Linked DNA regions of Mus musculus: region 2 is linked to region 1. The links are chromatin contacts, called in public HiChIP or PLAC-seq maps. All regions are on one chromosome and are shown on one strand. Each heading gives the region's core, a stretch centred on a gene start, on an enhancer-like site or on the middle of the called end of the contact. The rest is flanking DNA. Distances are from core to core; before and after follow the strand shown. Region 1 has its middle 23 kb from the start of Gm31613. Region 2 has its middle 28 kb from the start of Gm25038.

The links. HiChIP or PLAC-seq counts read pairs in DNA pulled down with a chosen protein or histone mark.
Region 2: a contact with region 1 is called in a CTCF HiChIP or PLAC-seq map of CD8 T cells, with 8 read pairs. The contact joins two enhancer-like sites. A contact is called at or near these places in 2 of 15 datasets of contacts at CTCF or cohesin (CD8 T cells and embryonic stem cells), 60 of 484 Hi-C or Micro-C datasets (the AtT-20 cell line, B cells, the C2C12 cell line and 38 more), 11 of 115 datasets of contacts at active chromatin or transcription factors (the 230-238 cell line, CD8 T cells, Th17 cells and 5 more) and 1 of 9 other capture datasets (embryonic stem cells).

What each region holds. Positions count from the first base shown.
Region 1 is chr16:78,196,207-78,203,942 of GRCm38.p6, forward strand. No RefSeq gene overlaps it. Among named protein-coding and RNA genes, the nearest start is that of Gm31613, 23 kb to the right of the region's middle. Within about 2 kb of position 2,650, at least 56 of the 459 cell types and tissues checked have an H3K27ac peak or open chromatin away from gene starts, as enhancers often do. A contact at or near this core is called in CD8 T cells, where this site is marked.
Region 2 is chr16:78,447,644-78,455,379 of GRCm38.p6, forward strand. No RefSeq gene overlaps it. Among named protein-coding and RNA genes, the nearest start is that of Gm25038, 28 kb to the left of the region's middle. Within about 2 kb of position 5,073, at least 29 of the 459 cell types and tissues checked have an H3K27ac peak or open chromatin away from gene starts, as enhancers often do. A contact at or near this core is called in CD8 T cells, where this site is marked.

The sequences.
Region 1 (7,736 bases), core at 1,400-3,899:
ATCAAGGAAGCTACCTGAGGTGAACTTTGGGCCTTCACAAGCATGAAGATACTTGTGCACCCACGCGCAGGATGATGCTTTCACGCACATGTGCAGACACATTCTTCCCACTCTTGGCATCCTGTATTTGTCTCCTGATATACATAGGAGAAACAAGTGCGACTGGGGCCAGAAACGCAAATCCATCCTCATTTCAGCATGTGCTGGCATCTAGAAATTTATAGAGCTAAACTACTATTCAAAACGGACTCTGGTTCTAGAATTCCACGCTGTCTATAAGGCTCTATACACTACACTTACTCATCAGAATGAAAACTAATTGTTTTGAGTGAACAATGAAGGCGAGATAAGTTTGCAGTTTTAGAATCGCGCTTTCCTTACCTCCATTGTCTACTGACTCTACTCACCCTTTTCTATGTGAAGAGCCTGAATTATTAGTCCATGGAGAGAGGAAGCAGTTTTGAACACCAGGTGAGCAAACCCTTGAAAAAATCTTCCTGGCTAGAAGGAAAGAAGGAAGGAAGGAAGGAAGGAAGGAAGGAAGGAAGGAAGGAAGGAAGGAAGGAAGGAAGGAAGGAAGGAAGGAGAGAGAGTGGGTGAGGGAAAGAGAAAGTGAGGGTTGGAGCGAGAGAGGGAGAGAGAAAAAGAGAAGACTGTGACGCATTGTGTTGGTGTCCCCATCCTCAGAGACAATACAGAGAAGTCTCTCAGTCTTGCAGTGCAAACAGTAATTAGCAGATTCACAAAGCCTGATTATTATCCTTTTTGTTGCAGCATTTTCTGTTTAGTCCAAACAACAGTTTACTAAAGCCTTTGCTTATCCAGACTAGGGGATGTCAGGACAGCCACAGGCTTTAGCAATCCCCTCACCGGCTTCGCTTGCATCCTCTGCCTGCCCCGGTGGCCCCGGAAGTGGAGGAAGGACTCTGCCCATCCCACACTGCTCCTGGTCTGCATCCCACACCTGCCTCAGAGTCATGACTGCTTATCTCTCTAATTCCTTGCCTGCCTCTTCTCACACCAACAAGGGGTCTTGGATTAAAGCACAAAGTGTTTTGTTTTCTTTTGTTTTGTTTTATTGTTTTGTTTTGGAAGACGCTGTACTTCGATTTATAACATGAAGGGTCCCTTGTGCTGCGATTCAGTTATTTCTTGCGTCATTCTTATGTGACCTGCTTTGAAAAAAAAAAAAAAAAAAAAAAAAAAAAAAAAAAAAAAAAAAACTCCACACATTGTGTTTCCCTAATGCCTTGACCTGAAAAGGGTTTTTCTTCTATAAAACAAGACTATCCAATGTTGCTGAATTAGCTTTTAGAAAACACTGAGTTATTGTGTCCAGCAAACTACAAATCCAGAGCCATCGGTAAGTTTACTTAAAGAATGACAGATCCCATTTAAATACTGTCTCAAAAAAGTTTATAAGCCTTCTCTTGCAGTTGGACGGTTACTTCAACAACGGCCACCAGGGGGTGCTTTGCGTCTTCTATTTTCAATAAACAGCCTGCTGTAGTTAACGGCACCGCACATACAGAGTGACTTAGAACACCTATAACCTGTCCTTTCCACTCTTTGTGTAGGCAAATTAACATGTTCTCATTTTTTATATTAGCCCTCATGTATCTTAAATCAATAAGGGGAAAAAAACTCCCTTCCTGTTTAATTAATACTCACCTATTTATACTCAAATAATCACTTTCTTGGAAATTTTAATTCTGAATGGAACTTTTTTTCTGTTTTCATATTCCCACTGACATGAGAAATGCATGTGTCAAGTATTAAAAGTAATAAATTTTTCAAATCCAAAACAGTCATTCTATATGCCTAAAAGCTTTTAAAGTAAAGCCATGTTTAGTATGCTTACATATGGTTCCCAAACTTTGTACAGGACACACTTATTACACAGCGCACTGTCTTGGACTCTCACACCATAGTCCTGCTTGATTCCCAAGCACCCAAAGTTCTATTTGCTAAGAACTCTTACTTTGAATAATGTAAAGTGTATTTAAGTTCAGACCATCCAATACCTCTTTATATACATAAATGGGGAAATAATTTATCTTTCATTATATCTTACTGGCTCTGTTAATTCTACTTACAAATTGTATTATATGACAGTGTTTGTATGGGATCTGGAAGGATTTCAGCTGAATAGCTTGGATCTCTGATGTGGGTACAGTTACGATTGACTGAGGACATAGATAAGATTTCCCGGAGACTGAGGCAGGCTTCGAAAGATAACTCAGTCCCATGGTGCCTCAGCTCCCTACTTGATGTATGGTTAGATTGGATCACTTTCTCACCACGTGGACTTCTCTAGAAAAGGACTTGCAGGTCCTTAGTTGTAACAGCTCCCAGAGATGAAAGAAAATGGCTCTATGGCTTTCTAGGACTTACCCTTGAAAGTAGCGGCCCCACCCCCACTCCCCAACACTTCTGTCAGATTACATTCCTAAAGTGCTGGTCAGTTGGTTAAGCCCACACCCAAGGAAATGGTTAGACTCTATTTCTAAAGGAAAGATTGTCAAAGAACAGTTGATCGTTTAAAAACCATCACAGTACCAGTCAGGCACCTGTCAAACATCAGAATGAGATTAGCACCGCTGTCATCATTTCCTGACTCTCGGATGTTTTCGTGTGGGCTCTGCTTTCGACCACAACAACCACTGAAAACTTCGCCTCACAGATGTATGTCTTCGGAGAACCCAATGAGGTGCAATTTGCAACCTCCCCTGAACGCGCAGTACCCGTGACGGCCAAGAGATGTCGCTGTTCTCTCTCAAAAAAAAGCCACGTTGCCCACTGAGCTCCCAAAATAACGCCTATGAAACTACTAAGCCATTTGGAAATTGACGTGATCGCCTTTTGCTCAAAGACAAAAAATGAAGGTTGAAAGTTAATGCAGCATTCTGAGGGGGCTACTGGGAATAGAAGGGTGGGGCGGGGCGGAAAGGAACGTAAAGACGATCAACACAAAGTGGGCTGTGAAAACACAGTAATCTGTTACTTGCGGGCTGAGTTTAATGCTACTAATAAGGATTATATTCTCATGAAATTTCGCAGTTACCTAAAATTCTGTTAGATTTTTCTTTTTTCTCTTCCAAAACTGAGAACCCTATGCCAAATCAGGCTTCCGGTTTTTGTAGTAATTTTAAGAACACTCAGTGGCAAATTAAAGTAGTGTTGAGACAGACAGACGTTGAGAGAGAGACAGAGCGAGAGAGCGAGTACCTTCAGCTGGTACTTATCACGAAGCCTGATCTGAATTCAATCCGGGGACACATGACAGGAAGAGAGACTCACACCCCACACCCCACACCCCACACCCCACACCCCATGCACACGAGCACACACAGGTGCGTGTACAGATGCACACATGGAGGCCAGAAGTTGATGGCCAGCGTCTTCCTTGATTGTTTTCCACCTTCTATAAGGAGGCAGAGTTTCTCACTTGAGCCCAGAGTTTGGTGACTGAAGTAATCTACCTAGCTAGCCAGCTTGCTCATTGACACACAAACACCCATGCAGAAGTAAATCAATCAATAAATTAAAAAAATGTAAGAAAGAAATGCGTAGATGATGGATGGGTAGATGGATGGATGGATGGATGGATGGATGGATGGATGGATGGAGAGAGATATAATAGATAGATAGTAGATAGTTGATTAGGAAAATTATAAATGAGGAGGCTGTTTCTATCTGTGGAAACAGAGGAGCCTTCTACCCCTGTCTGCTTTACTTCCTTTTCCTCCAGGGTATCAATATCAACTCTACGCTAGCCTCAAATCCAGAATCTTTCTGCTTCCAAAGTGCTGAGCCCAGCATCAATGTCAACCCCAAAACAGCTGAATATGGAGGAAAAGCCATTCAAGGAGGGGGAAAAAAATAAATCAGTTTAAAACTTTAGCTTTAAAAATTCAGGTGTGAGACTCTGAGTTTGGCCCCTGACTGTGCAAAAAGCTCAAAAGATAAAAATGAAAAGAATCACCAACCAACAAAATTGTGCCTCACTTAATCTTTTTCATAACTTCTCTTTTTCTTTTCTAGCATAAGGCGTTTTAGTGCGGGCTTCGAGCCTCCACCAAATGATCACATGGCCGTTACTTCCTTACTCAGAGAAAGTTAATCTTTAGTAAGAAGGGCAAATATTTGCGGCAGATAAAATGAAACACGTTTCTTTTTGTACTTGCCTGGAACTAATTTCAGTAAGAAAAATTATTTTAAGTTATAAGCTCACAAACACGAAAGGAACAGAGGAAGTGGTTAAAGATTACTGTCCACAAAATACCAAAACAATACCAAATTCTTGGTACTGTGAAAATAATAAGAAGCCAGTGGTAAAGTGACTCAGATGTCGGCATTCTGTGCTCTCCTAACAGCTTGGAACAGACAAACCCAACTAGAAACATATGCACTCACGTCACAGAAGATATGAGGGAGGGGCCAGATTCGTGTCACCAGAGAATGTGGGGGCTCCAAACAAACTGGGTCACTTTACTAAAACCTTCATTAGTAGGCTTTCTGTCCCTCCCCATAATCCACACTGGCAGGTAGCTTCATGTACAGAAGAAAGCGTGGGCTTCCTGCTGATTCTAGACGTAGATGTTCAATGAGTCTACATGCAAAAGAGCAAGCTCTCTAGCACCCTGAGGACACTGATGGCTTCTGCCCTGTCATGTGACACTATAGAGACGACTGGGAAGCTCCAGTGTGTGTGCGCGCGCGTGTGTGTATGTGTGTGTGTGTGTGTGTGTGTACACATGTGTGTACATATGTGTGTGTGTGTGTGTGTGTGTGTGTGTGTGCATGACAAAGACACCAGGGGTCACGTGACACTATAGAGACGACTGGGAAGCTCCAGTGTGTGTGTGTGTGTGTGTGTGTGTATACACATGTGTGTGTACATATATGTGTGTGTGTGTATGTGTGTGTGTGTATATATATATATATATGACAAAGACACCAGGGATCATGTGACACTATAGAGACGACTGGGAAGCTCCAGTGTGTGTGTGTGTGTGTGTGTGTGTGTGTGTACACATGTGTGTGTACATATATATGTGTGTGTGTGTGTGCATGACAAAGACACCAGGGATCACGTGACAAATGTCTCCAGCATATATAGAGATAGATATGTACCTTTTTTCTCGTGTGCCCAGTCATAATCCTGACATGGTACTAACTGATGGCCACATGCGTCAAGCCTGCAGCACTTCAGCGTCCCATGCTTTCTAAAACCAACATAACTTCAAATAACTCCCATACAAATCCCGAAGTTGGAACAATGAACTGTTGCATCCTTTTTATTCCTATCCCCAAAGGCTACCCCCCCCCTTTTTCTACGTATGTTTTTTTTTTTTTTTTTTTTTTTTTTTACCATTTGTCTTTCTCTCTTTGTGCCACTATTAGTCGTTCACTGAACCTTCTATTTTTAATCTTGGGCTACATGTGTGCATGTGGTCACACATATGAACATGTGCTCACTTATGTCCATGTGTGTAGAGAACCCGTGTTGGCATGTGTGTAGAAGCTAGAGTTTAACATTAGGCATCCTTGCTCTCTGTTCATGTTATATACTGAGACGGGATCTCTCCCTTGAACCTGAAGCCTGCCCTTCGAGCTAATGTAACTAGCCAGTATGTTCTCTGCCTCTGTCTCCCACATGCTGGAACTGTACGCAGGATGCCACGCCTGCCTGGCATTTACTTGGTTGCTTGGAATCTGAACTCCAATCCTCATAGGTGTGTGGCAAGCACTTTACCCACCGAGTCATTGCCCAGCTCCCTCTCAAATTCCAAAAAGAAAGCTTCAGATGCCATGTTCCCTCGCACAGTGTGTAGCGTGTAGCTCCCCAAAACAAAACAACTTCAGATTTTGCTAGAGTCCCAAACAGTCTTTCTTTCCTTTTGCCTCCAAGAGTGGAGCAAGAAACTGATTTGGGTTTTTTTTAGGTCTTTTCAGAGTAATCCTACCAAGAGCACATCTCTCATTCTCTGGAGTCTGCTATCGTTTGAAGCCAGAGCATCTCCTAGAGCCCCAAGGCCTAAAGGCAGAGTCATCCGCACTCAATCCTCGTAGGAGGTGATGGCACCTAGAGGAATATGACAATGAGCCCCATAGGGTCATATACAATGCCTGCCCGCCAGGGTGTAGATTCGGTCTCCTGGGAATGGAACCGTTTAAAGAGATAACAAAGATTAAAAGGTATGGCCCTGTTGGAAGAAGTGTCTCACTGGGGTTGGTGAGCTTTGAGGTTTCAAATGCCTATGCTAGTCCTAGTGTCTAGCCACCTATGGCTCAGGGTGTAGCTCTTAGCTACTTCTCCAGCACCATGCATGCCTGCTAACATGCTTCCTGCCATGATGCTAATGGATGAAGCCTCTGGAACTGCAAACAAGCCCCCCTCTTAATGCTTTCTTTTATAAGAGCTACCTTGGTCATGGTCTCTTCACAACAGATCAGTGACTAACAAAGGAGGCAGAGCCTAGTGGAGAGACGTTTTGCAACTGGAGGCATGCCTTTGAAAGATCAGACCCTCGGTCTAAATCCCTCTTTCTGACTCCTAGCCCTCATGAGGTGAGCAGGTTTCTCTGGTACAAGTTCCAAATGTTCAAAGCAACAGAGCTAAGCAAGCACTCACCTGTCGCTTACTATACAAATAGGCTGCATGTGTTTATGTTGGCCTCTGCACCCAACAAACAAATCACATATTTAAAGTGGATTTAAGTTGTCAATGAGGTTAATATTACTAAAGACCTGGAAACCACAGCTCAGGACACTACAACAACACAGGACACTACAGAGCACCTCTTGGTTTCCCTCCTAAGGACAGGGAAACCCTCTGAAGGGGAGCTACAGCCAGCTGCCACTGCCCAGCTCTGCCCAAGAGAGAGTATCAACTACAGGTTCTGAGCTGCAGAAGGTCAAGTTTTAAAATACAGTTTCTATTGAAAGAAGAGCAAAGTCGAGATCTCCTGCTAGCCTGAGAGCATGGGGGGTAGGGGGGCACACTTCTTTACCTGTAGGCTTGGCAGAGAAGTCTAACACCAAAACTCTCTGACCGTAAGCATATGTGAAAGGTCCACAGCAAATCGTTGTCCAACCCCTGTGTGACTCGGTTCTGATAGGAACGACAGCAACAGCAGAGTAAACATTGTGTCTCAATCGAACCAAGAATTCTGTCAAATGAGTTGGGTCTGCGGGAAAACAGAAAGTGTTTGCTTAGTGTCTTGAATTCTCTTAGTTTTATAATAAGAAATAATGAACAACTATCAAATGCTGAAACTCAAAGCAGTTGAGTGAAAGCTGTGTTGTTCTTGAAATGTTGGGAAAGAACTGGAAATGTTGCCTGTGATGGAGCCTCTTGGTACAGTTAACAATTTTCATTTCATTGAAAAGCTGAAACAAGTAATGTGGATTTAGCCCTGCAGTGGTGGCACATGCCTTTAATCCCAACACTTGGAACGCAGAGGCAGGCAGATTTCTGAGTTCGAGGCCAGCCTGATCTACAGAGTGAGTTCCAGGATAGCCAGGGCTACACAGAGAAACCCTGTCTCGAAACAAACAAACAAACAAACAAAAAGTAATTTGGTTTTACTTGTAACTTTTCATCACAAACTAATATTTTAACCCTGTACATGACTACTTTCATAAAAACTAGATTAGAGAACTGGAGAGACAGCTCAGCAGTTAAGAGATCAGAGGACCTGGGTTCAAGTCTCAGTGCCCACATGGCAGCT
Region 2 (7,736 bases), core at 3,823-6,322, 250 kb after region 1:
TCCATATATTTGCCCATACTAGGGAGAGCGGCTTTTACAATCGTTTGCCAGTCAGCAGGAGTTAGTGCCATGCCGGCGAGCCTGTCTAACTGCACCAAGGTAAAATTAGCATTGGTTCCGTATTTACGGACCGACTCGGCGAGTTCTTTAATCTGCACGTATTCTACCGGAGCGTGGACACGCCCACCCTCGGCTCCTTCAAAGACTGGAAATGCCTGTTGTATTTTCCTTTGTTCCTCTCTGGGAATGAATGAGTCTGCGCACTGCCTCTCTGCGCACTGTCTCTCTGCGCACTGCCTCTCTGCGCACTGCCTCTCTGCGCATTGCCTCTCTGCACACTGCCTCTCTGCGCATTGCTGACGCACTACGCAGGGCGGGGGCTCCGCATAGGGCGGACCTTGAAACCGACTGCCCGGAGGTTGAACAGTACGCTGGCTTTCGCCAGCCGCTTTTGGCTTTTTTCTTGACCAATTAGCTGGCTGGTAATGGGCTGCTTCTTCCTCCCAGTCTGTTTCCTCAGAGGAGAATTCTTCATCTGCTTCAGAGCTACTAAGAGCTGGCTTCCTGAGCTCATCTAGTGACGAGTATCTCCTAGAGACCTCCGCTAATCGATCTTTTTTCTTTTCTTTTTTCTTTTCCTTCCTTCTAATCTCTCCCCAGGTATTCTTACCTGACCTAAACTTTTCCTCGGGTTCAAGACCCTTGGAAAGGCCTGTATACTTATTTTGTGTACCATATTTTCTCTTTGCTCCTACTCTCTCTCCCCGCTTTACTTCTGATAGATTGCCCTGAATTTCATCCAGAATTTTCAGCCCTATCTTAATCACCTGATAACATGTGAAAAGGAACAAAAGGGCTCCTAACACTAGAAAAAATTCAAGGCCAAACATACCTTGTAAAGCCATTTTCCACTTTACTTCTGATAGACTGTCTTGAATTTCCTTAGAAAGTTCAAGACCAGACTTACCTTGTAAAGCTGTACTCACTGGTACTCTGTTCCCCCAGCTGAAAAGTTCTGAATTCATGCAGTTGAATCCTTCTTAACAGTCTGCTTTACGGGAACCTTTATTACCGCGACCCGCAGTTCTGGTTCTGGAATGAGGGATCTTCCTTGCGCCGGTGATGGTAAACTCTCGTCCCGAGTTTTTTTTTTTTTTCCCGGGTTTCGGCACCAATTCTTACTCGCGTTCTCACGCCCGGCCAGGAAAGAACACAACAAACCAAAATCTTCTGCGGCAAAACTTTATTGCTTACATCTTCAGGAGCCAGGAGCGCAAACCCCCAGCCCCAAAAGCGAAAGCCACCCCAATTACATCTTTAGGAGCCAGAGCTCCGGCGCGCCAAAGCGCAGAGCGCGCTCTATTGTTTACATCTTTAGGAGCAAGCGAGCAGGCGCCAGAGCCAGAGAGAGAATGGCGGAAAACCCCGTCCCCTTTAAGGAGGAGTTATCCTTCGCTTAGGACGCATCACTCCCTGATTGGCTGCAGCCCATGGCCGAGCTGACGTTCACGGGAAAGGCAGAGTACAAGTAGTGGTAAAATACCCTTGGCACATGCGCAGATTATTTGTTTACCACTTAGAACACAGGATGTCAGCGCCATCTTGTGACGGCGAATGTGGGGGCGGCTCCCAACACATTGCCTTTTTTTTTTTTTTTTTTTTTTTTGGTTCTACCCTAGGTCTCAGAACCATCTGGCTTCAGGTTCCTGGATACCAGGGCAGGGTCAGGTATGGGCTGCCTCTAGCGGTATGGGGCTCAAGTTAGATCAGCTATGGTTGGCCACTCCCACAAACCCTGATTGGCCACTCCCACAGTCCTGAGGCCCAGCTCTTCTTGCAGTCAGGACTGGTTGTAGGTTGATGGTTTTGTGATTTGGTTTGCGTTCCAATGGAAATCTTGTCTGGTTACAGAGGATGGCATGGCGGGTTCAAGCTCTGACGCCTCCATTTCTAGGAGTCCTGGATGGGGTCACCCTTGTAGAATCCCAGGAGTCCCTACTGCACTAGGTTTCCATATCCCTCGCACCCCAAATGCCTTCCAATTCCCTTTATCTCTCCCCATACTCTTTTTCTCTCCATTCTTCCCCACACCCGATCCCTATATGTTTAACGTACAAATAGTTAAAGAGAAGTCTTAAAAAAATAGATTCTGAAACAAAATTCTATACCCTAAAATCTCTCATTTCCATTGCCACACAGCAAGCAAACCAAGCACAATAAATCAGTAAAACAGACAAAAAGTAGACCAGAAAAGTGAAAGGGGTCGGAGGGTCATAGAGAGAATGGCATGCTAGAAGATATTTATAAGATCTAGAAGTAATACTGATCTTAACCTATCAAACTTTTTTCTGCCTGTTCTGTGTCATGCTAGATACTTAACTTTGAAATTGTACTCGATCCTCATGACAGTTACAGGTGGTTTTTAGTATCTCCTTTTTACCGATGAGGAATTAAATCTGAGAGACTTTAAAGTAAGTTGTAGAAGAAATCCCATGTAGGATGGCATAATGGCCAAGGCTGCAGTGACATCATTACCTGTCATAATCCTACAACCAATGGTGAGTTATCAAAGGTAGAACACAGCAAACATATTTGAATAGTTGTACATGCTATCGAAGACTGCAGGAAGGAGAACCCAAAGACTCAAGAAGAACTTTGTGTTTAGTGCATGCATGTTTACATGTGTGCGTGTGCACATTTGTGTGGAGATACTGAGCATCCTTCACAAGCTGGCCACTTTCTTTCTTGATGTGGGATTTCTCATTGGGACCTAGGACTCACTGATTAGGCTATGGAGATTGGCCAGGGAGCTCCAGAGATGGTTCTGTTTGCTTCTGCCCAGTTCAGGAATCACAAATATGTGCTAGCATCCCTGACTTTTTAAAAATAAGTGTATTGTTTATGGATGTGTGTGTGTGCTTGTGTGTGTGTGTTCTGTGAGGCCACAGGTCCATGTCAAGTGTCTTCCTTTTAATTATTTAAAAAATTTTAAGTTTATTCTTCTCTTATATATTATACTCTGGCCACAGTTCTCCTTCCTCCTCTCCTCCCAGTCTCCTCCCTCCCATCCACTCCTCCTAGTCCTCCCATCCACTCCTCCTAGACCTCCCCATCCACTTCTCCTAGTCCTCCCCATCCTCTTCTCCTAGTCCTCCCCATCCACTCCTTCTAGTCCTCCCCATCCACTCCTCCTAGTCCTCCCCATTCACTTCTCCTAGTCCTCCCCATCCTCTCCTCCTAGTCCTCCCCATCCACTCCTCCTAGTCCTCCCCATCCACTTCTCCTAGTCCTCCCCATCCTCTCCTCCTAGTCCTCCTCATTCACTCCTCCTAATCCTCCCCATCCTCTCCTCCTAGTCCTCCCCATTCACTCCTCCTAATCCTCCCCATCCTCTCCTCCTAGTCCTCCCCATTCACTCCTCCTAATCCTCCCCATCCACTCCTCCTAGTCCTCCCCATCTTCTCCTCCTAGTCCTCCCTATCCTCTTCTCCTAGTCCTCCCCATCCACTTCTCCTAGCCCTCCCTATCTACTCCTCCTAGATCTCCCCATCCACTTCTCCTAATCCTCCCCATCCTCTCCTCCTAGTCCTCCCCATACACTCCTCCTAGTCCTCCCCATCTTTTCCTCCTAGTCTTCCCCCATCCACTCCTTCTAGTTCTCCCCACCCACTCCTCCTAGTCCTCCCTCCCAGTCACTCCTCCTCTCTTATAGGAAAGCTTTTTATGCTTGAGGTTGTTCAGGCGTGAAGAACTGCTTAGAAATGCGACTGGACAAACTGACCCGGTAGCGATCCGAAATGTGGGAGGAAACCCTGAGTAGCCTGTCCAGATTCCTCTCGGCTCCTCTTTTGTGGCTTGCCCTCCTTCCTTGTGACGGATCAGATCCTTGGAACCGATCCTGGGAACAGGGAAGGGGCGGGGCAGCCTTTGAAGGTCTGTGGCCTGCTGAAGAGGAAGAACCAGCCCCTGACCGTCCCAGAGAGAAGGACCTCGGCCTCTGTGACTCACGTCAGAGATTGGCAAGGGAAAACTGGAAAGTGCCTCCAGTGAAATTTTCTAAGCAAACCATTTTCTAAACTACATCACTACTAAGTATAGTGTATACTTGTGTATGTAAAAAAATCAAAACAAACAAACAAAGCAGTCTGGACTCACAAACCTGGATAAATACTATGGAAAAAGAGTGTAGTATAGACCCAGAGTCACATAAGAGAAGCGACCCGTGCCGCGTCCACAGAACCACCACTGGTAGTGTGGGTTCCAAGTGCCAAGATATACTTGAGGGACAAACTGACTCTTGTGCTATGCAATATCTAATGTCGAGTGTCACAAGGTCTGCTGCCAACACAAGTGCCCGAAGCTCCTCTGCAGAAGAGGCCGCCAGAGACTGGAGGGTAGACTTGACTCTCACAAAGCCCTTTCGTACCTGGGAGAATTTTCCTATGTCCAGGACAAAATTATTTATGCTTATTTGTGAATCAACATCCTCATATTGGAAAGCAGTGATGGTACATGTTTTAAAAATAACTTCCAATACACAAGAAAGTGATAAATTTATACTTTATATTCTAAAAAGTGGTTCTGGAGACTGAAAAAAAATGAATGTTAGATTTTATGCTGTTCTTAGAAATTTAGGATGGGTGTGAGACAGTGGTAATCAAATTTCATAATTGCCCAGGGTGACTTTAGAAGTTTATCCAGGAAGTTCCAATACACTTTATTCCATACGAGTTCACCACAGAGGAGATTATTGGTGTCGGGTGAAACAACTTGCCTAAAATAGCTCCCTAACTAAAACTAGTTATGGAAAAGACAGTCACTACAGTAGTCTACCACAAGAGGGCGCATTAGTTCTTTCAAGATCAGCGAATCGACAGTCAAAGCCGTCAAAGGACTGGGAGCAGCAAGCGCTTACGCAGCACCTAAACATCAAATCTAAAAGAGTTTCTTTTGTCACGTTTACGGCACTTGAAAAGAATATGAGATTTGCACATTAGTAAACAAGCCACACAAAGTATCCTTTACATTGAAGTATCATTTATGTATTATGATATACACACACATGTTTTATTTTTAGATACATATTATTCACTGCCACCAGTGAGCAAGGTGTCTTGGCAAACATTAAGAAAACAAGTGGTTTCCTTTTGTTACTTGAAATGCAAATTGCAGACTGTTGAAACTAAGGTTTATCTTAGCAGACAGGAAAATACTTAAAGATTACGAACTATACAGAAAATTATACCAAATTGACATATTCAAATAATCTTCATGTTACTTTCTCACACAGGTAAATAGGAGATTTGTTATATATTAAGTAATGGCCTTTAACTTTTACTCTTGAGCGCTTACAGGGGTATGCTTTGTTTGTGTAATATCTACCCCATCAGCCTCTTGTGCCCCTCTCACTTTCTCTAGGAGTCATGACCTCTTCTTGGATAATTACAATTGTTTCACAAACATACGCTCACACACACACACTCACACTCACAGACACCTACATGAACACACTCAAACACATATACTCACATAGACAAACACACATTCAGACAGACTCATAGACATAGACATGCACACTCACACACATAGACACACACACAGATGCAGACACAGATATACAGACACATGCTCTCTCTCTCTGTGTCTCACACACACACACACACACACACACACACGCACACATATACACACATACTCTCACATACACATACTCACACACACAGATGCAGACACAGATATACAGAGACACATGCTCTCTCTCTCTCTCACACACACACACACATACATGCTCACACACAAACACACAGATACAGACACAGATATACAAACACATGCTCTCTCTCTCTCTCTCTCACACACACACACACACACCTCCTATTGGGCTCAGTTAGTATTACTTGTGTGCATGTGTGTCCACTTGTCCACTTGACATTGGATATTCAAGGGGCTTCCTTCCCCCTTCCTCAGCAGCCATGATTGTCTGTAGCTCTTCACCCAGTGGAGAGTCCTTGTAAAAATGTTTCCATCACATCAATCATGGTCATTCTGCTCTTTTGCTCTTACTGATAGATCATTTCAGGCCTTCGTTCTGCTGCTTTAATCACCAGTAAGAACATCAAAGAATTTGTATATTGTTACCTAAAGCAGAAGATCAAAGGTAAGTGAACTTAGAAAAAAAATAGAGTATGATACAGCATATCACGTGTGGGCTGATCCTAGAAGGATATGTGATGCTTTTTAGTAGAAAAAAAAAGTCATATGTATTTCCTACTAGTATTTCTTTTATCCAAAGGTGGACAAACTTTTTTTTTTGTAAAGAGTTATGAATTCCTGAATTGTGTGTTGTGTTAGTCAGGGTTTCTATTCCTGAACAAAACATCATGGCCAAGAAGCAAGTTGGGGAGGAAAGGGTTTATTCAGCTTACATTTCCATACTGCTGTTCATCACCAAAGGAAGTCAGGACTGGAACTCAAGCAGGTCAGGAAGCAGGAGCTGATGCAAAGGCCATGGAGGGATGTTCTTTACTGGCTTGCCTCCCCTGGCTTGCTCAGCCTGCTCTCTTATAGAACCCAAGACTACCAGCCCAGAGATGGTCCCACCCACAATGGGCCTTTCCCCCTTGATCACTAATTGAGAAAATGCTTGACAGTTGGATCTCATGGAGGCATTTCCTCAAGGGAGGCTCCTTTCTCTATGATAACTCCAGCTTGTGTCAAGTTGACACACAAAACCAGCCAGTATATGTGTATTATAACAAAATACCTGACTTCGGCTACTTCAGAAAAAGAAATGGATTTTTAGGTGAGAACTTCGAAACCCCATTGGCTAGGTCTCTGGTGAGGCCCTAATGGTACATAGCATCAACACGGAACAAGGGAATGGAATTATTTCACCAGACGGGAAGGTAGGCAGTGTTTTAGCGTCAGGCTTACTTTAAAGTAACTTGTTCTCGCGAGAACTCAGAGTTCTGTGAGAATAGCCTCCATTGTCTCTGTGGGAACTGCCTCTGTGACTGAATGCCTGCTGCTAGGCTCCGCAACCTAAGGGCTCATCAGGTGCCATCACTACTACGTGAGGGACCAGGCTCCCAGCCTATGAACCTTGTTGACAAACCACACGTGAACCAACCATAACAAGCCAGGTAGGACATAGCTTCTGGCTTTGTGGGATAGATGGTCTCCCATCTGCCTCTGCCTACTCAACTTTGCCAGTGTGTGCTAATGAGTGGGTACCCACATGCTTGCCTTCCATTAAAAACGGTGTTTAATGAAACAGATACCAGGCTAGCTTCGTTCGGCCCTCTGGCTGTCGTTGGCTGAGCCACACTTTTCGTCCAGCTGAACTTTGCTTCAGCAAAGATGTGGATGAAGAGAAGTTCATTTTTGAGAGCCGCATGCTGAATTTGTGGAATGTAGAGAGCCTCTTTTCTATGGAGAACTGGGCGATGCAGAAGGCGCCACTGCAGCCTCAGAAGTGTCCACTAAAGTCCTCACTCGGCAAGGAGCCAAAGCTGCATCAGGGAAATGGGCATTTGGCCGAAGTGGTGGAAGTGCGCGCAAGACCCACATCTAGACTAAGGCTCTGAAGATGCTGTGAACCTAAAAGTGTCTATGTCAGATGCTATCCTGAGCACCAGGTCCGGGCTCCCCAACTATTGCTAAGTAAAGAAAACCATGAACCTTTGGAAAAGCAGAGCTTTGCAGCATGACAATTGTGCATGATAACTGAGCCCCAA